Linked DNA regions of Gossypium hirsutum: region 1 is linked to region 2. A link is a contact called in public Hi-C data. All regions are on one chromosome and are shown on one strand. Each heading gives the region's core, a stretch centred on a gene start, on an enhancer-like site or on the middle of the called end of the contact. The rest is flanking DNA. Distances are from core to core; before and after follow the strand shown.

The links. A called contact is a pair of places that touch in the nucleus more often than the background predicts.
Region 1: a Hi-C map of leaf shows a contact between it and region 2, with 3 times the contacts expected there. The contact joins the promoter of LOC107894831 here to the promoter of LOC107895105 in region 2. A contact is called at or near these places in 6 of 34 Hi-C or Micro-C datasets (callus and leaf).

What each region holds. Positions count from the first base shown.
Region 1 is chrA13:88,275,090-88,280,507 of Gossypium_hirsutum_v2.1, reverse strand. It overlaps LOC107894831 (22.0 kDa class IV heat shock protein), which reads left to right and starts at 2,666. Exons shown (of 1, transcript XM_016820029.2): 1 at 2,666-3,629. The coding sequence starts at 2,922. The coding sequence ends at 3,422.
Region 2 is chrA13:87,445,970-87,452,012 of Gossypium_hirsutum_v2.1, reverse strand. LOC107895105 (sucrose transport protein SUC8) reads left to right here and starts at 3,996. Exons shown (of 4, transcript XM_016820336.2): 1 at 3,996-5,351. The coding sequence starts at 4,134.

The DNA.
Region 1 (5,418 bases), core at 1,417-3,916, 830 kb before region 2:
TCCTAAATTATCTCTTACACATGTAATCTATTTCTCATTTGTCGTTTTTGTCTACTGTTGTTGATAGTTACATTGAACTAAGGGATGGACACAATCAAAGTTAATGGTGATGCTGCTACTAAAACCTGAAAAATATTGTAGGTATACTACGCCAGAAAGATTATAGAAGGTACCAAGCAAAGTGATTGAAGTCATAGTCATAAAGAATGAAACAAATGAATGCGGAAGCAGATCATAAAGTTTGTTAAAGTCAAGGATTTGACTTAGGGCTCTAGACGTTCGGAAAGAAGCTTGAATTTTTGAAACAATCTGAAACGCAATCAAATCCAAGTTAGATAAAACAATTAAAATAAATAACTAAGATAATTAAAATAGAATAATCAATCTACAATTAGTATAATAAGAAAGAAAATAAATAATATAGATGGAAATATAGAACGTGGTATGTAGAAGTCCTAAGAGGCCTTAGAAATATGAAGAATCTACAACCCTCTTCAAGTGGTTCTAATTTCCCCTTCAAGAAAGAAAACTTGATAAGAAAAGGTTGAAAATGATCCCCATAATTTATAAAGATTGTTAAAACTCTTCTGAAAGAAACTTAAGAGAAATTCTTAAAAAAAAAACTCAAAGAGAATTTATAAACTCAAAAGAGAAGTTGAATGATAATGAAATTAAATAAATCTAAATAAAACTATTAACTATACTAGAACTTTGATTTAATCTAAATAAGAAGTAGTTTTAAACTAAACTTTTTTATTAACATAAAACTCCTAAATAACTTAAAATACTTAATAATTATAAAAATTTAGAATAAAATAATAATAAAATAGTAAGAGTAGATAAATATAATATTGGGCTCATATATAATAAAAATTAGGCCTAAACCTGGAACCCAATATAATTTAAAATCGAATTGAAAGCTTGAAATTCGTAATTCCCATCATAATCCTGTTCAAAAATTCTGCTCTCGCAGTCTTCACTAAAACGGTCATAACTTGAGATCTCGAAATCAAAATCGAATGATTAGAAATGTGTTTCGAAGCTAAGAGATAGACCTTCAAATGCCATGCAGACATCTTAACCTAGAAATGTCATGATTCCATCCAAAAAGTTATCGCAAGTCTACTGATTTTTCAAACTTGAAAATTGACAACTTTTGTGATTAGAATTTAATAAATTTCACCCATTCGTGCAAGTGCATATATGATGTAGCTTTTAAGGCTTAGTGCCAATTTGATAATGAGTTGCTACTGGAGAAATGTGATATTTGAGTCAGATAATAATGTTGTAATTAATACCCTCACAGACCCTTACAAATCCCCCCGGGGGATTAAAGTTGCTGCGGATGACATTTTATCTATTATTTCTTATTGCTCCTTTGTCCATTTTAGTCACTCGTTTGGGAAATGTAATTGTGTGGCAGATTAGGTTGCAAGGAGCATGACTAGAGATAACCTACTTGGCAAGTTATAATCCCTGCAGGCATTGGAAATTTTGCTGTTATTTTCTTTTGAAAATAATTTTTTAATTAAAAATGTTATCGTAAAGATAGGATTTAAAAGTAGTAAACGAAACACGAAAAAGTGAGTGTCAGGTGAACATGTGAAAAAAATATGGGAGACAAAAAGTAAATCTTTAGATATCTAATTGTCAATTACAAAGTGAGAAGCAATGGCGACTGAGGGTAGTAACTATTCATAATGTCTATTAGAGTATAGACTCTGTTAGTCTGTTACTAATTTGTTATACTCGTATGACTGACTGTTATGACTAACTGTTGCTAACCACTTACTAACAATATTCCAGCCTGTATAACAAATTAGTAACAGACTAACAGGATTTATAATCTAATAATGTCTGTCAATGCTTCATGCTGCCTTCTCAAGCAAACACAACATAACATTTTACTACTAAGCCAAGAACGTGTTAATCTTTCTATGGAACTGTATTGTTCTATTTTTTACAAAACCATATTTATTTGGCTCAACTTAAGTTGGAGCTATCAAGCAAAAAGATGTAAAATAATTCATTCTTTACATTAAATTGAACTTTAAAATGAAACTCATTCTTAAATTTTAAGTTGAACTTTACAGTTTACACAAATATGAAACCGCTGAATATTTTCTTGGGAAAGCCATTATTGATGTGGTGCAACCAGGCTTTGGCTAAAGCATTGCAAAGGACACCATGGTCCATGACTGATTGATGTGTTCCTTGCAGTTTTTCCAACATGTCAAAACTCTTAACCACAAAACACTGTTTGTTAAAATGTTCTAATATCCATATATGATCATTTATAGAAATAAGAAACACGTCAAGCAAAAGCCAGTATTGCAGGTTCTAGTAAGTAGTTCTTAGGCTTGTCCTCACCTTGCCTTCAAATGAATAGCAGGCAATTAGTCCCGGAAAGCATAAGGCCTTCGATGTTGATCCAAACTAGTTTTAATGCTAAGCCCACAGAAAGCTTGCCTTATGATAATCCAAACTTGGGACCTATCTTCCCTCCAGTCCAAAAGGAAGGGCTATATCTTTTTGCTAAAACCATATAATATAATAATACAAACAAAAGAAATATTAAATCCGACTAGACTAGGGCTGTGGAGGAAACTTGGAATAGATCCAATAGACAAAGGTAATTAGACATGAAAGACTCTAGAACCTAGCCTATCGGCTGCTCTTTTTTCGATTCGCACTGTGCTGCTGAGTTTAGTTATCGCTAGAATCTTCCCAGCTTCTTACAAATTAATTACATTATCAGAAATTTCAAGAATTTCACTACTTTTATCCACATATAAATATCCCCTCAAATCTTCTTACAATGGCAATAGAATTTAACATTGAAGTAGCGTTCCCTTTAAGTCACTAGTTCCAGACTTCCAATTCAAGAAATCTAGTTCACTCTTACTCAGCATATATACACAATGAGGCTCTTGCTGTTGCTCTTGGCGTGTTATGTTGGCCTATGCAATGGATCGAGTTTGCTGCCATTCATGGATCCAGGGAGTGGCAGTCTGTTATTGCCTGATCCGTCCCGAGTGTTAGAGCAAATCCCACTTACCCTGGAGAGGGACGAGAGCTTGGCACTGTCTCCAGCCAGGGTGGACTGGAAGGCAACAGCGGAGGGGCATAGGATAATGTTGGATGTGCCGGGGTTGAAGAAGGAAGAGCTGAAGATCGAAGTGGAAGAGAACCGTGTGCTGAGGGTGAGCGGGGAAAGGAAGAGAGAGGAAGAGAAGAAGGGCGATCATTGGCACAGGGTAGAACGCTCCTATGGCAAGTTTTGGAGACAATTTAGGCTGCCTGAGAACGTAGACTTGGACACTGTAAAGGCTAAGCTTGAAAATGGGGTGCTTACTTTGTCATTGGCCAAGTTGTCTCCCGATAAGATTAAGGGTCCGAGGGTTGTCCACATTGCTTGGTGAGGCTAACTAAGCACCCAAGCTTCAGGGTAAGGATGCCAAGCAGGGGCTTTAGACCCATCCTTGAATTGTTTTTCATGGCTTTCAAAACTTTTTCCAGCCTGTTTATGTAGATGAATATATATGAGAAAATAATTACTAAAATTGAATAAAAATATTATCAAAATTATAATGTAACGTAATGCAATGTAAGATATTGGTGTACCTAAAATTTGATTTTCACGATGCTATTATGTTTTCCTAACGAATCATCTTTGTCTGCTCCTCTCTCTCAAGGTTTGTTTTGTTAAATGTGTTTAAAGATATTTCAACCTCGATATGCTACACGAAGGCAGAATCATTTTCATTTATATAATTTATAATATTAACTTTCAGAAATTTAAAAATTAATTTATTTATTTGAGGATGTGCTTGGATAGGAGATTTAAAAAATAAAATTTATTTATACTTAAGTTTTAAAAATTTTAAAAAAGAATTTATTTATTTAGATAAATATAAGAGAGAATTTTAAAATTTGTGAGGAATTGAAGAGATTTGAGTAGTTTAATTTTTTTAAAATTTTATTCAAAGTGTTTTTTTTAATTTCTCATGATTTTAATTTATTTAAAGCACACAATTTCATTATAAAATAAAGAATTTAAATTTCAAAAATTAATTTTATTTATTACAATATATTTTTTATTTTATTAAAGATATTTATAATTTTTTACAAATTTAATAAATCCATATTATGCTATTTATTTTTAATATTATTTTTATATTGATAAAGTTTCAATAATTTAATTTTTTATAAAATAATTATTTATCCAAACAAAACAATTACAATTCAAAAATTTTAAAATGTTAGCTTTTTAAAATATCTAAAATTTTAAAATTTTACGATTGAAATTTGAAGAGGAAAAAATTGAATTCATATAAATTCTAAATTTTTTTTCTTATGTATATTTAAACAAATAAATTCACTCTTGAAAATTAAAAATTTAGATAAAATTTAAACCCTCTTTTAAATCACTCCATATTATATATATATATATATGAAGAGGGATACATTTATATTGGTGTAACTTTATAGTGATTTTTACACTCTTGTATAACTTTTTATACTATTAATATTTTAACAATTCAACTATTCTATTTCATGTTCCATTCATGTAAATTATGCATGTCAAATTCAGAGTGAATTTAAAATTTTTAACTATGGTTTATATAAAAAACTTTCAACCATTCAATAAATATTAATATATAATATTTTGGATTAGTATAATAAAGATATCGGATCAATTCAAAATTTTACATGCATGGCGAGTAAAATTATATAGATTAATTCAATGGTTGAATTGTCACTTGTTCGAAAATTGCCCATCAAACCTAAAATCCGTGTATTAGATGGGTAACCAAAACCAGAACCAAGGTAGGTAAGGACCACAATCCAATTTTTATAACCCATCTTGACGAAACCACCCGAATTTTTCCTAGAGTAACCAAAGGGCTGGTCCCAATAACACTTATCTGCAACTCAGACTGACCCAACCAGCTGGATTTACTCAACAAGTTCAAAAACCACCACAAGTACAACCTTTCAATAGTTTGGAAAACCTATTGAAGGCATATATGGCAAAGAATGATGCCATTTTAAGGAATTTGGAGAATCAAGTGGGTCAACTTGCATCTGAACTTAGGAACCGACCACAAGGTGCTTTGCTTAGTGATACGAAAAATCCAAGAAATATGAGAAAGGAGCATTGTAAAGCATTGACTCTAAGGAGTGGAAAAACGATACAACCCAACACTGTCGAAGTTGTAGAGGAGCCAACGGATGTTCGTTATAAAGTGGAAGTTCAACCGAGTGTTGAAAATCCAACTCCACCAGAACCAAAATTTGCAAAATCTAATAAGGTAATTTCTAACCCAGTTAATTTTGATAAACTAACATCTTTGTTAGACGCAGAAATGTCACAGCAGACAAATTGTCCAGCACAAGTAAATAATCTTCCACCGC
Region 2 (6,043 bases), core at 2,747-5,246:
CCCTCTATGGGACATAATTGAGCCCTTTATAGGGCGTATGAAAAAATGCAATTCCGTGGTCATGGCGTGAACCAGGGAAGTTCGTGAGACAGTTTATGTTATGAATTCGCTTGACTTGTCTAAGTGGCATAATCCAATGGAAGTCCACGTGATAAAATCGCGTATTAGAATCTGTATATATGTATATGTTAGTATCTATGTCTCCACAATATGGGATCCGCTTGATAAGTCCACCAAGAGGGAGCTATTTGTTTATATGAGTCCGTATGTCCAAGATATGACAGCCCGTCAAGACTATCTTAGGAGTATGATTTCGCAAATAGGGGATTCAGTCTTAAGAATTCACCTTCACGTTATCTATTTCTAAAAGTCGACCACTATAAATGAGTTATATGTTATTGCGAGACGGAGGCAGGATACGACAATCTATCAGATTTTTCTATTTGATTAAGATAAGTTGATTTTCTTTATTAACCCGTAATGGGAGTTTTCTCTATGAATTCATTGTTATGTTTCTTAATCTTTGAATCCGAAACAAGAACCCAAAGGGATCGTACTATGTATATGAGTCCATTAAGACAAGCTACTAATAGCAGTCTGTGATAGGAACTATTTACCAAGATTTTTTTATCTGATTATCTATATTTATTGGTACGAGACGCGCTATGAGAATTATCCATGGGTTTTCTTTTACAATATCTCAAGGAAATAGATGCATAAGGGTATGCAAATGCAACTAGTAAAGGTAGAATTTGTAGGGATAATCCGCCAAAAGGTCAAAAGTTATTAAATATCTATTTTGATAGTACATATATGAAGTCTCATCAGTGAGCTTTATGTTCTGTATTTTGATACTACATCTATGAAGTCTCATTAGCGAGCTTTATGTGTGTAAGGCGTTGTTTAGCCGAACTTGAAATCTTTTGTTTTCAAGTCGCCAGTAGTAGGTCAAATATAGCCGAGAAAGCCGAGTTGATCTCTAGGATGCAAAAGTAAATAAGAAATGGTATTAATGAAGCTTATGCGTCAAGTACAAGTGAGCCAATTTATGGGATGTAAATACTATACCAATGAGATTGGCGAACTGTTCTAATTCAGGTAGTCAGACTTAAATTCTAAATCATGAAACGCCAGCTTGTTAGCATTTTTTTGATGTAAGGTATGTATAACTCACTAAGTTCATTTGAACTTACGTATGTGTCATTATGTATTGCAGGTAAAAAGGAAAATATGAGGATTCGAAGAAGGACCAGGCTAGAATATGTAGTGCTCAAATGGACATGCTCCTTAGATGTAATATGCATATAACAGGACGACTTAGAGGCGGAGCCTAAGGGTCTTAGTTATATTTGTAATTAAGTGGTCAGAATATAATTTCAGTACTAAGCAATTATTCAATAGGTTAAAGTTATTTTGTGAACTCGTTGTACCTTAAATTAAAGTTTTATCATTGAAATAGATTCTTGAGATTTGTGAAATTAATTAGTAACAGTGTTATAAATATTATTTGTCTTGCACTATTTTAAAAATGCGAATTGTAATAATGAATGTGCTAATTGAATTTGAATATGGAGTGTAACACCTTATACCCCAAATCTGGCGATCGAGTCGGGTATGGGGTGTTATATGAATTTAATATTTTATGGAGAATAGAGAATCAAATATGAGAAAGGAAAGATGAAAAATATAGATATGAAAGGGAATTTAATATTTTATGGAAAATACATATCTCTATTTTCCATATTTGTTATTCTCTTTCTTTTCCTATATTTGATTCTCTATTTTTCATATACTCATTTTTCCTTTCCCATTCAAATTTCCCTTTTTCTTCTCAATTGAAAAAGCTAACCATCATACTCAGTTGTCCTTTTTATTTTTATTTTTATTTTTATTTTATTTTATTTCTTTTCCTTCTTCATAGGTTCTTCTCTCCATCGGAACAATAGGGCCATTATGCTCATTACTAAACTTGTTGAAGAGATGAAATATAACCAAGGTATATCTTTTTGATCAGAGGTTGAATCGATCATCAGAAGAAGAATTAGGCCAAAAATTAGGATACATTCTGGGAAAATAAAACTTCCATCGAAGAGAAGCAAATGAAAGGCTTTCATAAAAATTCTCGTAGAATCGAGAATGAAGTTTTCATTCTGTACATGCCAGATCATGAATTAGTAACTGCATCCAATCTCCAAAAAAAATCCCAATTGTTTTGAACTTTCTAGTTTTGGAATGGGAATATTTACGGAATCCCCATGAATAGGATCAAACCTTATTCCATGGTATTTACATGAGATTCCTCTTTCTTATTCTTAATTGAAAACCCTAGCTGCCATACTCAATGCCACTGATGCCGCCATTTACAATGGCTTTTTGTGCCGATTTCGACACCAAAAAAGATATTTCCTCCTTCTCGTTGACTTTTACAGTTTAGATCTCCTAGTAGCCAACTCAAAATCTTCTAAAACAATGACCAAAACTTTGAACTATTTTTTCTACAATTTTTTTAAAAAAATATCACCGGTACCGCTTGACACGGCGACAACACCTAAAAATATTTTTTTAAAATATTTTAACGGGTGTCACCTGACATATCGATGACACCCATTAAAATTTCTTTTTCCTTTTTTTTTCTCCATCGTGAATACCTATATTTTTAACGAGTATTCTAAAAAATACATAATGGTGCGGCCTGACATAGTGGCAGAACCTAAAAAGATATTTTTTAAGAAGCTGATGATTGGCTAATAATGAGGGGACAGTGCCACCGGTGAGTCAGGAGGCATTGGCGGTCATTTTTGAGAACAAGTCATTTACGTACATTAATTTTTTACTTGGACCATTTTCATAAATAATTCTTTTAGGATTAATTGCGTAAAAAAGCCCCCTATTCCCGACATGTGACATATATATTGTCTTAAAATTATTTAAATTTGAAATCAAATTGATAGAATGTGTTAGTATTAGAGGGTTAAATTTGTTATCAAACCAGTAAAATAAACTCATGTTAGCATTTTCATCAAATTTTAAATGGCTCCAAAAATTTTGATTCCGAATAGATTAATGTTAACATAAAAAAAATAAAAATTTAAGGGATAAATCCCAAAGATGTACAAGAAATATGGTTTAATATGCAATTGCATATATGAACTTTGATTTGTGCAATTTTACACATGAAATTTTGATTTGACCCAATTTTGTAAATTATTAACACAATTATTGATATAACATCATTTTATGTTTATATATTGTATATATAAATAATTATATTTATCCAATATAAAAAAAATTTAATGTATTTATTTCTTTAAATTCGCATGATCAAATCAAAATTAAAGTTTTAAATATATATTAAAACTATAATTAAAGTTTTATATGTATAATTGCACCAAATTAAAACTTATATATATAATTACATATTAAATCAAAATATATATAATTTTAAAATTAATCCCAAAATTTAATAAAAAATACAACACGAATAATAATTTAATCAACATTTCTATACTTCATCCAAATATAATATTAATCCTAATACAAAATTCTTATACGATTTCAATGGAAATGACACCAATTGAATTTAGCTTTTTTGGCGGTAGAAACAAATTAAATATAATACTTGAAAATTTTACCTTCAAAATTATTTTTATTAATTCCCTCCCATCTACTTCTGAATTTCTTACCAAAATCAAAATAGAAGGTTATAATAATAATAATAATAATAATAATTGAATAAACATTTAACCTCGACGCAAGTCTCAAATCTTTAATTTAAAATTAAATAAGTTCCATTCACCCAAAGCAAAAAAAAAAAAAAAAAAAGCCAAAATAGGAAAGATGTAATTATGAGATTCCATCAATTGGGCAACTTACTTGGATTCGTTACAACCAAGCTTTATCCATATATTGAATCCACAAATAGTATATACTTGTACACACTCAAATTTATTTTAAAAGTTATTAACTATTTTTAACCATATATAATTTCTTGTGCCCTATATAAATATCATCTTATTTATGATTCACTCACACTTCACACCATCAAGACATATATACACCATATATGCTGATTGCACTTTTCCATCAATCATCAGTTTCTTGTTATTCTTTTTTATCTGTATGATAAGAGCGCCATGGAGACAGGTCAAACCGTAACCCCGATCCCGCTATGGAATATTGTGGTGATTTCAGCCATTGCCGCCGGGATCCAATTCGGATGGGCTCTGCAACTTTCTCTTCTAACCCCTTATGTCCAAACCCTTGGTGTTCCTCACGTCTGGGCTGCTTTCATTTGGCTTTGTGGTCCCATCTCCGGCCTCGTCGTTCAACCCATTGTAGGCTACAGCAGTGACCGTTGTACCTCTCGCATCGGTCGTCGCCGACCCTTCATTGCTGTTGGAGCTTGTTTCGTTGCCGTCGCTGTTTTCATGATTGGCTTCGCCAAAGACATCGGTCACCGATCTGGTGATTCACTGCAAAATCCCACAAAGCCTAGGGCCGTTGCCATCTTCGTTACAGGTTTTTGGATCCTCGATGTGGCTAACAACATGTTACAAGGTCCATGCCGCGCTTTCTTGGCTGACCTTTCGTCGAATGATCATAAAAGAATGAGGATCGCCAATGCGTGGTTCTCGTTTTTCATGGCTGTTGGCAACGTTTTAGGTTATGCAGCTGGTTCCTTCTCAGATCTCCACAAGCTCCTACCCTTCACACAAACAACCGCCTGTGATGTTTACTGTGCAAACCTCAAAACTTGTTTCATAATTGACATTGTTTTCCTCCTGTCTATCACAATAACCGCCATTACCACCGTGAAAGAGACACCAATAACAAGAAAGGAAGCTGGAGACGAAGAGGACAACGAAGGAAGGTCATCGGGGCGGCCTTTCTTTGCGGAGTTAGTGATGGCATTCAAGACCCTGAAAAAACCAATGTGGATCTTGCTTCTGGTGACATGCCTTAATTGGATGGCATGGTTTCCATTCTTGTTGTACGACACTGACTGGATGGGGGCGGAAGTATACGGAGGGAAAGTGAAGGGGAGTGCAAGCCAACAAAAATTGTACGACGAGGGAGTGCGTGCGGGTGCGTTGGGTCTAATGATAAACTCCATAGTGTTGGCGTTCGCGTCGTTGGGGTTAGAGCCTGTGAGCCGGTTGATAGGTGGAGTGAAGAACATGTGGGGGGTGGTGAACTTGATATTGGCAGCATGCTTGGCGGGGACGGTGTGGATCACCAAGGTGGCGGAGGCATGGAGGGGTGAACATGGACCACAAATCTTGACCCCTCCACCAACCAGAATCAAAACCTCTGCCTTGGCTTTGTTTGGGTTGTTGGGTATTCCACTTGCGGTTAGTTTTCCTTTTTTACCTTTCTTCACACTTAATCTCCAGCTCTTTCATAAATGTGTGATGCTACGTAATGGAAAAAGGTTTAAGTCACCCTCCGTGATTCACTATTAAATCACGGACACACCTTCACCATCAAAATAATTTTTCTTCATAATCATCGCCTGTTGGTTTTTAAGTAATTTTCAGACTTCTTTGGATCATTTTCTATAATTTATTTGGGCTTTTAAATTAACACACATTAATGGTATATACTTAAAACATGACAAATACACAACAAATTATATTTATAAAATATTTTAAAAAAATATTAATACAAGTTGAAATAAATTTCAAGAATGTTAAGATACTATTAATTATGATAAAAACAAAAAAAAATTCATGTGATAGTACAATTTTAGGAAAATTTATGGATATAAGAAAGATTTACATCTAAAATTTTTGGAGGCTCAATGTTTTGTTGAAGGTAAAATGTAGAGGCTTATTGAAATATAATTAAATTGAATTTGCATCACACTTTAATTTTTTTTTCTTATATATCAAATGATGCAGGTTCAAAGTTAAAAAAAAAAAGTGATACAAATTTGGTTGGCTAAAGATTATAAAAGTTTTAGGAAAATTGTTGCCTTCACAATAATACCCAATTCTTCAAGAGACCCATTCCTTTTTTAAATGGAATGATAGAAGGTTAGGTA